Linked DNA regions of Zea mays: region 1 is linked to region 2. A link is a contact called in public Hi-C data. All regions are on one chromosome and are shown on one strand. Each heading gives the region's core, a stretch centred on a gene start, on an enhancer-like site or on the middle of the called end of the contact. The rest is flanking DNA. Distances are from core to core; before and after follow the strand shown. Region 1 holds the start of LOC100383722. Region 2 has its middle 34 kb from the start of LOC100383722.

Region 1 (4,867 bases), core at 669-3,168, 35 kb after region 2:
TCCAACGAACGCGGGGTTTCACACCGCGATCCGCGATCATGTATACGCGTAGCGCGCCACGTTTACGTGCGGCGGCACCGGCACCGGCACCGCCCGGCCGCTTTCAGACGCCGCGCGCCGCCGCCGCCGCTGCTAGCGTTTTCTTAAATTCGCGGCTGCTTGGGATGACACGCTGTTGTTTTTCTGCGAGTGTCTGCGACGCCGAGGCAGGCTACGATGCTCCGCTTTTCAGTTTCCATCCACACGACACGACCACACGGACCATTGGGCACAGCTAGCTTCTAGCTACGTGCGGCATGATTCATTTTTCTTGGTCGGTTGCCGGTGGCAGAAAGAAGATCAAATGTTGGTATATGTATAACTGGCTCGAGGCAGGCTTGCAGGGACCAGTGGACGTATGTAGGAGTATACGGTATGCTGCGTGGCTCTGTGTGTGCACGTACAGTCGCTAATAGGAGTACAGTACATGTCGGTCCTGTGTAAAGTCAGACGGGATCGTATTGTACCAGCCGCAGTAAAACTGAACAGTAGAGTCCTGCAGCAGTAGCACCTCGGAACGAATGCAGCAGGAAATTTCTATCCCAGAATAGCACCAACGCATCTACTTCACTGTTCACCAGTTTCACCAAACATTTGAATGCTGTCGCCGTGCGGCCGGTACAGAACAGAAGAGAGAGAGAGAAAAAAAAGACAGACGGGCAGCTGCAGCTGCAGCTCAGATTCAGATATACGTCTCGCGCACTTTTTCATGATTGTTCATTTTTGTTCGTGCTCGAAATAAATCTGTCGCAGAAAGGATTGCAGGCAGACCAAACAGCCCTCTAGGTCCCCTGTCACCGCGACCCCTTTTTGATGATTGGATTTGCTGCTGCTGCTGCTGCTCCCTGCTCCTGCTCTAGCACTACTGCACTAGCAGAGCAGCAGTACCCCCAGGCCTTCCAGAAACGAGAGATGGTGGCCTTTCTTCCAGACGCGCCCCCCGTGCAGCTGAGCGCCCAGCGCGACGCAACGCAACGTCTCCGGAATGGAAACGAGGCGGGCCCCGCCGGCCAGACGCCTTGACCGGAGGACCGGCCGGACCCTGCGAGGCGACCGCGGCCGGCCCGCCCCAGTTCCAGGCACGGCACACGGGGTCCGGGGACGGGGCCTCCCAGTTCCAGGCACCGCCGGGCGCCGGCACGCATCCCACGACCGCCACTAGCAGCCGTCGGCTCGAGACCGGACGGGGGCCGGAGGAGGTGGCGTCAGCGAAAAAGGTGGCCCCGGCTGCCAGCGGGCCAACGCGCAGGTAGGCCCGGTCAAAGGGGTCACCGCCACGTGTCGGGTGGGAACGTCTGACCGCGGCGCGGCGGTTTGACCAGGTGTGTCCGGCTGCCACCGCCACCGGTAGGGCGCCGGCGCCGCTGACTGATTACCATGCCCCCGTGACGGTAGACCGTCGTCCCTCTTCGGCTCTTCCCGTTCCCGCCACGCTTACATCTGGTGCTTCTCCTGCATTATTATTACTACTACTCACTGGTCTGGCCTAAAGCACTCTCTAGCCTGCTAGGGGGGGAGAGAGCTGAGGAGGGGGAGGGTGAAGTCTAACCCACTGATGACCTTTGTACCTTGCGATGGAAACAAGCGCATAGCTCCAGGGGATGGGAAAGAAAGAGGCCGGGAAATGGACATGTCGTTTGGGTCTAATCAATTAGTACTACTAGCTAGTAGTTTCTGTCACAAAAAGCTGGATCAATTAAACAAAAGGCCAACCCAAAAAGCAGCTGGTAAAAGAGATACGAAAGAAAAAACAAGAAAAATCCTCTACCCCAACCAACCATCCATCCATCTCTCTCTCTTTCTCTCCATCTAGACTAGCAGTATATCTGCAGTATGTGTGCATCATCTTCCTACACACCTAGACTCTCTCTCTCTCGCGCGCGCGCGAGCACCACGTACACATAAACACACCCCCATCCCTTTCGCCCCCTTTGCCTCACATGCATCACTACGCCCCCACTACCATATAGCCGAATACGCTCGCTTCCCTGGCCCCGTATTGATCTCCCTCTCCTCCCTCGTCCCTCGTCCTTGATAAGTGAGCAAGCGGCAAGAACCAGCGGCGCGCCCATGTCGTCGAGAGACTTATACTTCCACGACGAGCTGGCGTCGCTGTTCGCGCAGCGGCCGGCGCCGGCCGGAGAGGCGATGATGACGCACCAGCACCAGCAGCAGCAACAGGCGCCGGCGTCGTGGTTCGCGGACTACCTGCACGCGGGCGCCCCAGGCATGGGGATGGACTACGACCTGCTGTGCCGCGCGCTGGACCTGCCGCTGCCGGGGGACGACGTCGTCAAGAGGGAGGAGGAGCTGCTGCTGGTGGACACAGGCGGGGACGGAGGAGGCTTCGCCGCGCCCACGCCCACGCCCAGCGGGGGCGGCACGGCGCCGGTCACGCCCAACACCACGTCGTCCATGTCCTCCTCGTCCAGCGAGGCGGCGGGCGGCGCCGCCGGAGGAGGAGGAGGAAGGGAGGAGGACTCGCCGCAGGGGAGGTGCAAGAAGGAGGAAGGGGATGGGGAGGAGAGCAAGGCGCTCGACAAGGGGGAGGAAGACGCTGACAAGGGCAAGAAAGGGTGAGTAGCATGATGACCCATAATTCTTCTTCAGATTCTACTGCTGAGTACTGACTACGTCGACCAAATCCTGCGCTATTCCCTTTCTCTTTTTTTTTTCAACTTCTTGATAGATCTTTCCGCTAGTCATCTTTTTTTCGTGAGACTATTTATCTAGTGTTTTTGGCTGATCCTGAACCAAGATTAGGGGCCGGGCGTCAGTTACTGGGTCTTTTGGATCCTGCTTCCTTCCCTCCCTCACCCTTCTGGTCAACCAGTCATTCTTCGTTCCTCTTCGGTGCCTTGTTCCTTCTTCCCTTTGTTCTTTTTTTTTAAAAAAAATAAGGTAGCGGCAAGGCAAAGGTGTGAATTTGGGTCGGCTAGGGTTTCACACCTGCATGCATGGCACAAGAAAACAAGCACGGAAAAGGTCGGTCATCGTATTGTATTGTATAGCTTAGTCTGCTAGTTAATCCTCCTCCTCTCTTCCCCTTTTGCTTTATGGAATTCATGCTAGCTAGCTACGCCTAGCTTGAACATCATGCACGCCTTCTTCCACTTGGCCAAGATTTGCATCCTCAGCTCAGCTGATTCCATACATATGTTTTTTTTTTGTTCCTGGTTCCTCCTTTTTACTCTTTTTGTTCACCCCCTTTTACCCAGATCATGCCCAAAAAAAAAAACCGAAGATCTCTTGAGAATGGTCCGGCCTAAGGGCTATAGCTCCCCTTGCAGCCCAAGAGATATTTCGTCCCGGCCCCTCTCCAGATGAATTTGTTATGACTCCTTTTCTATGCAATCTTTGTCGCCTATATTATTTACTCACCCCGTCTTAAAATAGTTGACGTTTTTGTTTTCGAATCTATTCTCATAATAAACCTGTCCAAAATACAAATACTAGTAATATCTTTTACGAATCTAGTTAAATTTGAAAAACTTTGTCCGGAGAATACTGGTAGAAAATCTCTGCGCCGGAGCAGAAAAGGGGTGTGCACACAGCACAGCACGCAGTGTGAACCTGTTAAGACCATGTGCTTACTCTAGTAGTCCAGCTGATTCGCACACCCCAGCGCCAACCACCGCGTTTGAACGGGATCCCAGCCAGGCGGCCGGCGCCGGCGGCCGCCTCGCGCTCGCAATCGCAATCGCGTACCGTGTGTCTTAGTTTGAACGAAATCCGCCTCACTTTCCGCTGACCCGGCTAGCTTGCTGCTGGTGGGGACGTCGTACGGGAGGAGCTGATGAGATCGATGCGCACGACGCCGGCTCTTGTTGCAGGTCAGCGGCGGCAGGCAAGGGCAAGGGCAAGGGCGAGAAGCGGCAGCGGCAGCCGCGGTTCGCGTTCTTGACCAAGAGCGAGGTCGACCACCTTGAGGACGGCTACCGGTGGCGCAAGTACGGCCAGAAGGCCGTCAAGAACAGCCCATACCCCAGGTACGTATATGTATATATTGCAGGCATACATTACATACATGATACATGGACATGCACAGAGCACGTATATACGGTTACCCTACTGCTGCATCTGCACTGCACGCACAGTGTCCATGATGTAGCTATAGCTAGACATGCTGCGTTTGCGTGAGCTAATGGTGGGAGCGCTGCGACCGTGATGGCGCGTACGTGTACGTGCAGGAGCTACTACCGGTGCACGACGCAGAAGTGCCCCGTGAAGAAGCGGGTGGAGCGGTCGTCCCAGGACCCGGCGGTGGTGATCACCACGTACGAGGGCAAGCACACGCACCCCATCCCGGTCACGCTCCGCGGCAGCACCCACATCCTCGCCGCGCAGCTGCACCACCACCACAACCACCACCTCGGCGCCTTCCCGACGCCGCTGCCGCAGACGGGCGCGGCGCCGTTCGGGCGGGCTGCAGGCGGAGGCGTCATCGACATGCTGGGGCTCCTGCCCCCGCGCAACCACGGCATGAGCGGCGGCCCGATGAGCGCCGTGGCTGGCGCCGCGACGACGACGGCCGCCACCATTACTACTACCTCCACCACACCGTCGTATCCCCCCTCGCTCCAGATGCAGCACTTCATGGCGCAGGACTTCGGGCTCCTGCAGGACATCATGCTGCCGTCCTTCGGCGGCGGCGGCGGTAACATCCAGCCCTGAATCGATCCCAATTGCTCACCGCCATCGCAAGCGCAGCAAGCTAATGAGGAAGGAAGCTAGCTAGATAAGAGATAGTAGTTTGGTTCTTGTTGATGCTTACCCTCTTTAATCCTTGGTTTTTTTTTTCACCGACGACGATTTACTCCTCTAGACG
Region 2 (4,787 bases), core at 501-3,000:
ACGATTCGATCGTTACATTTTATAATGCAAATTTTAGAGCGCCTATTACCAACCTTAGTTGTACATGATGGAACGAGTTATCGGAATACATCATTATGTGTATAATGACATCAGAGTGAGTACCAAAAATAAAAGGAATTAGTAGGGAGCGTGGCGCAAGTCGTGCTTAACCATCAAACTTAACATATGAACAATTAGAGAGGTTCATGCCGCAGTATACATAAAATGTGATTGCTAGTATTCACTCGAGCATGTGAATTCTTATGGGACGATACACATTTAGGATGCCCGGCCGCTCTCCCAGTGCTCGAACTTAAATAGAGTACTTGGCTAACAACTAAAGCAAGAGAGCAGAGAAAAGCGAACCGAGAAACGTTGATAAGATAAAGTGAATAAAGCTTATATATGCGAGCTAGTAGAACCTGGCTGGCGTGAGGAACTGAGACCCTGTTTGGGAACAAAGTTTTTGGAAACCATGGTTTTTGAAATACTACAGTATACTTTAGTCATGACAATACCACAGTTTAAAATACTATAATTTTAGAATACCACAATATTGAATACATAGAGGTGTTTGGAAGCAAAGTATTTTTTTGCACGCGGGAGAGATGCGCGCGTTGCGTTTTACAGAGAAAATTGAGGTAGAAATCTAAGTTTAAAATAGTTCAAAAGAGCTGCAGTATTTGTAATACTTTAGTTTTGAAACAGAGATTTTAGCTAGCTTGCCAAACACCTTTCGATATATAATACTACAGTTTTTGAGAATACTGCAGTATTCTTCCAAAACTTTGAAAAAACTTCACTCCCAGACACCCCCTTTAGTGGACGCGAGAAACCAAGAGCTAGTAGAACTATATTTCCATTTTTTTTTTCTTAACAACTTAAGGTAGACGATATAAGTTCGTACCGTACAAATTATATACGTTAACGTCAATGTCAACATCCTGCAGTATGATAATAAACGATAACACACATACATATTTTATAGGTGGATCAAGCTCATATATAACTAACATCATTTAATTATACCAGATTAACCCCTTCACACATATTATTAATATATAGAGAGCCATGTTGATAGGGAATGTATCTGGTGCAAACCAACCTCTCCGTGCAACCGTGCAAACTTTTAATCTGAACCACATGATGTTGATCCAAGGGGGTGTGCGGGAGGAGTGGGAGGGGGATTTGAAAAAATGTGATTAGCAGCGGGTAGTTAAGTGTAAAATTATCCACGCCCCTGTGTCCATTGGATCAACATCATGTGGCCCAGATTAGAAGTTTGCACGATTGCATGGAGGGGTTGGTTTGCACCAGATACGTTCCCATGTTGATATGTTTTTATTAAAAAAACGATCAGCGTTCTTAGTGGGTGTTTGGTTTATAGGGACTAAACATTAGTCCCTCCACTTTATTTCATTTTAGTTCATAAATTGTTAAATAAGGAAACTAAAATAGAGTTTTAGTTTGTATATTTAGTAAATTAGGGACTAAAATGGAATAAAATTGAGGGACTAAAAATTAGTCCCTAGAAACCAAACACCCCCTTACTCGATCGAATCATGACTTGTTTACTGCTGAGCATGCATTGGACCATCGCTTCACTTAGGCCGAACAAAAGTACAGGCGTTAGAGTTGATTGCGGGTGCTTTGCCGTTGCCGGCCGAATCGCCACCAAACAGGACAGAGAAGCTAGAGCTATATACGTATATATATATAGTGTGCGTTTGGCAACCTAGCTAGCCACTTCGTTCGTAGGCTCGCCCGTAGCCGTAGGCATGCAGGCAGGGCAAACATATATGTTGCGTGCACGCACGTACCTCGATCTTTTCACATGTGAAACGATGGAGGCTAGTCGGACAGAAGAAGAAAAGGGCAGTTGTTCTCCAACTCCGAGGCCGGCCTGGGTCTGGGTCTGGGTGGCGGCTACTCATCATTCCGATCGATGGAGACTGAGCGTAGATATAGCTCTAAACTACTAGCTAGCTCCAGTTAATAAGTTAAAAAAAGTGTAGTTTTATTAATATCGGCTTCACGAGATATTTTTTTAGTCTAGGTCGTCTAGCGATGGATGCACTGCTGGTACGGTTCGGCGCATGTCACGGTCGGTGGCTGCCTAGCCTAGGCCTAGCCGTGCAAAGGCTGAATTGACGGCGGATTGGCGCACGGCGTCCTGGAGGAGCACGTGTTTGTCGCGGGGCGATGAATCAAATCAAATCGGCGCGGCTTGCCCGCTTGCATATTGCATTGCATTGCACGGTTGCACCCCCCTAGCTGCACGGCAACTCGCTAGCCGGCCGAGGAGAGAGAGCGCGCGCCGGGCCGGGTGGGCGATGGTCGATGCATGGCGAGGGATAGCGCCAATGGGAGGAGGAGAGGAGGCGCGCGCGTCGATCTGCGGCGCGAACCGCGGACCAGCACGGGCGGTCCGTCCGCCGCGCGTCGGGAGGACGGGTGGACTGGATGGCGACGGCGGGCGAGAGGGACGTGCAGTGTGGCGAATACGGCGAAAAGGTTGGCGCTGCTAGCTATCCGCGCCCGCCGGCCGGGGGGCATCCTCCGTTGGTCATGGGATCTTCAGATGACCGGACTCTGGGAGGAGATCTCGTTCGCTCTCGTCGCGGAATTATATTCGTGGTGAGCAGCTAGCTCGATGATTGCACGAAGGACGGCAGGCAGGGCGACAAAGCCAAGGGGGGTACGTAGTTATACAGTATATATAGTTCGTCTGCATACGTCGTGTTGCTGTAGAATCGATCACTCCAGTTTGAATCAACAAACCGTCTGCGCGCCTTCCATGTTGGAGTAGTAGTAGCTAGACGCCTAGCTAGAGTATGCTGGCAAGATTCCCAACACGCGCTGAATTAATTCAACACCGTCTAGGGACAAGAATCAAAGCCAGGTCGCGGGGACAGTATGTAATCTGAGTCTACACCAGAAGGGTTTGAACTTGTGGAGCCGGGCCCGGGCGTCGTCGTCGTACGTGTGAGTGAGCCCGAGCCTAGGGATACGCTGATAATTGGCAGCATGCAGTTGGCCTCGTCGGCTCCTGCTGCTAGCTTCTCCGATCCAGCGCCGCTGACGACGGATTTGCTGTGCTCGATCGGTCGCTCCTATAGGATCATCGATCGATCGGCTCCTCCGATCCTACAGGCATGCATGTGCATGTGGCGCTTGCTCGCTTCCGTCACTGCCTGATCCAGATCCGCGGTTTTGACCTTGGACACGTTAGTTTAATCCAGCTGCCAAACCTGTCCACCGGATAATAGCGACATGCCTCCAACCGCCATAAATGCGGCTCCCTCTGATCTACTATAGTTTACGCTACAGTACGAGTCTTGGCTCTGTCTGTGATTAGTTAAACAATAGTGGATTAAACAAATGGCGTTAACTTGGAATTGCAAAAAATAAAAAAAACCTGGCTAGTGTATATAGGGCTTTGATTCAGTAATCAGGGCGAGTGGCTGTAATGGTCGTCGGACGGAATTAAACCACCGTGACGAAGTCAAATCTAACTAGCTAGGATACTACAGAAAACGGGACAGAAACCATGTACGTAGCTGCTACCCACGACAAAATCCAAGGTTTGGAGCTGCGTCATGCTGCTGCTGGGTGGAACAAGCGAGTTCTAGGTCCAAAATAGAGGCTACTACATGCACATGGAGTCATGCACGCCACCAGGCTCTAGGAAAAAAGGCCTTTTCCAAGGACCGGACCAGCGTGGAGCGAGTGGACAAGATGCGTGACGAATGGTACGGTCGAGAGTCTCACATTTTGCAGCCTGCACTGCATGCACCGATAGAAGAGGCACTAGTACAATTTGGCTCTATACAATCGGTAGGATTTTTACATCACAGGCGGTTCGGTTAGAAAACCGCCTGTGATGTCCCAGGCGGTTCAGTACGCCTGTAATGTAATAGTATCACAAGCGGTTTTTGTTTAGGACCGCCTGTGGTGCTCTATCATTTTCACAAGCGGACCCTAAGACAAAAACCGTCTGTGATTATAAAAATATGAAAATACAATTTAAATATGAAAATAATTTTAATTTTTAACAGAAATATGCAAATACAATTTAAATGAATTAATATTTAATTTTTAACAATAATATGCAAATACAATTTAAATGAATTATAATAGCACACATAGATAACTAGAGAGATTTTAAATGCAACCACAATTCATAGTCGATCATACATGATAACAAATACAATTTGATTCATACAATTTTTCATGAACTACCATTTTTCCGCATGTATGGCTTTAAGTTCTTATCAATTTTCTTTTCCACACGCTTGATTCTCTCTGGACCGTTAAAGACGAATATCTCTTCATACTTATTGTATTCCTCATCTTGGTCTCCCACATTCTCAACTCCAACAATTTTTTGCTTTCCAGAAATAACTACATGCATCTTCTCATCTGCTGGATCGAGTACATAGAACACTTGTGCAACACATTCGGCGAGAACCCACGGGTCATCTTTATATCCTACTTTCTTTAAGTCTACCAGTGTGAGTCCGTAGTTATCCACTATCACCCCCACGGGATGTTGTACCCATTGGCACTTAAATAAGGGTATTTTCATGCTTGGGCCATAATCAAGTTCCCATATTTCCTCTATGAATCCAAAATATGTGGTCTTCTGTCCATGTAGGTCAAAAGCATCGATACGAACACCGCTATTTTGTGCAACACTTTTCATGTCTTTTGATTTAGTGTAGAATGTGTACCCATTGATGTCATATGCTTGCCATGATGTCACAAAACACGATGGCCCAGAAGCC

The links. Hi-C and Micro-C count contacts between places; a contact is called where the count stands out from the background.
Region 1: a contact with region 2 is called in a Hi-C map of bundle sheath, with 2.9 times the contacts expected there. The contact joins the promoter of LOC100383722 here to the enhancer-like site in region 2. A contact is called at or near these places in 11 of 25 Hi-C or Micro-C datasets (bundle sheath, ear, endosperm and 4 more).

The regions. Positions count from the first base shown.
Region 1 is chr3:216,569,780-216,574,646 of Zm-B73-REFERENCE-NAM-5.0, forward strand. LOC100383722 reads left to right here and starts at 1,919. Exons shown (of 3, transcript NM_001176359.1): 1 at 1,919-2,615; 2 at 3,873-4,028; 3 at 4,230-4,867. The coding sequence starts at 2,110. The coding sequence ends at 4,713.
Region 2 is chr3:216,535,256-216,540,042 of Zm-B73-REFERENCE-NAM-5.0, forward strand. No RefSeq gene overlaps it. Among protein-coding and RNA genes, the nearest start is that of LOC100383722, 34 kb to the right of the region's middle. Within about 2 kb of position 1,751, at least 19 of the 20 cell types and tissues checked have an H3K27ac peak or open chromatin away from gene starts, as enhancers often do. A contact at or near this core is called in bundle sheath, ear, endosperm and 3 more, where this site is marked.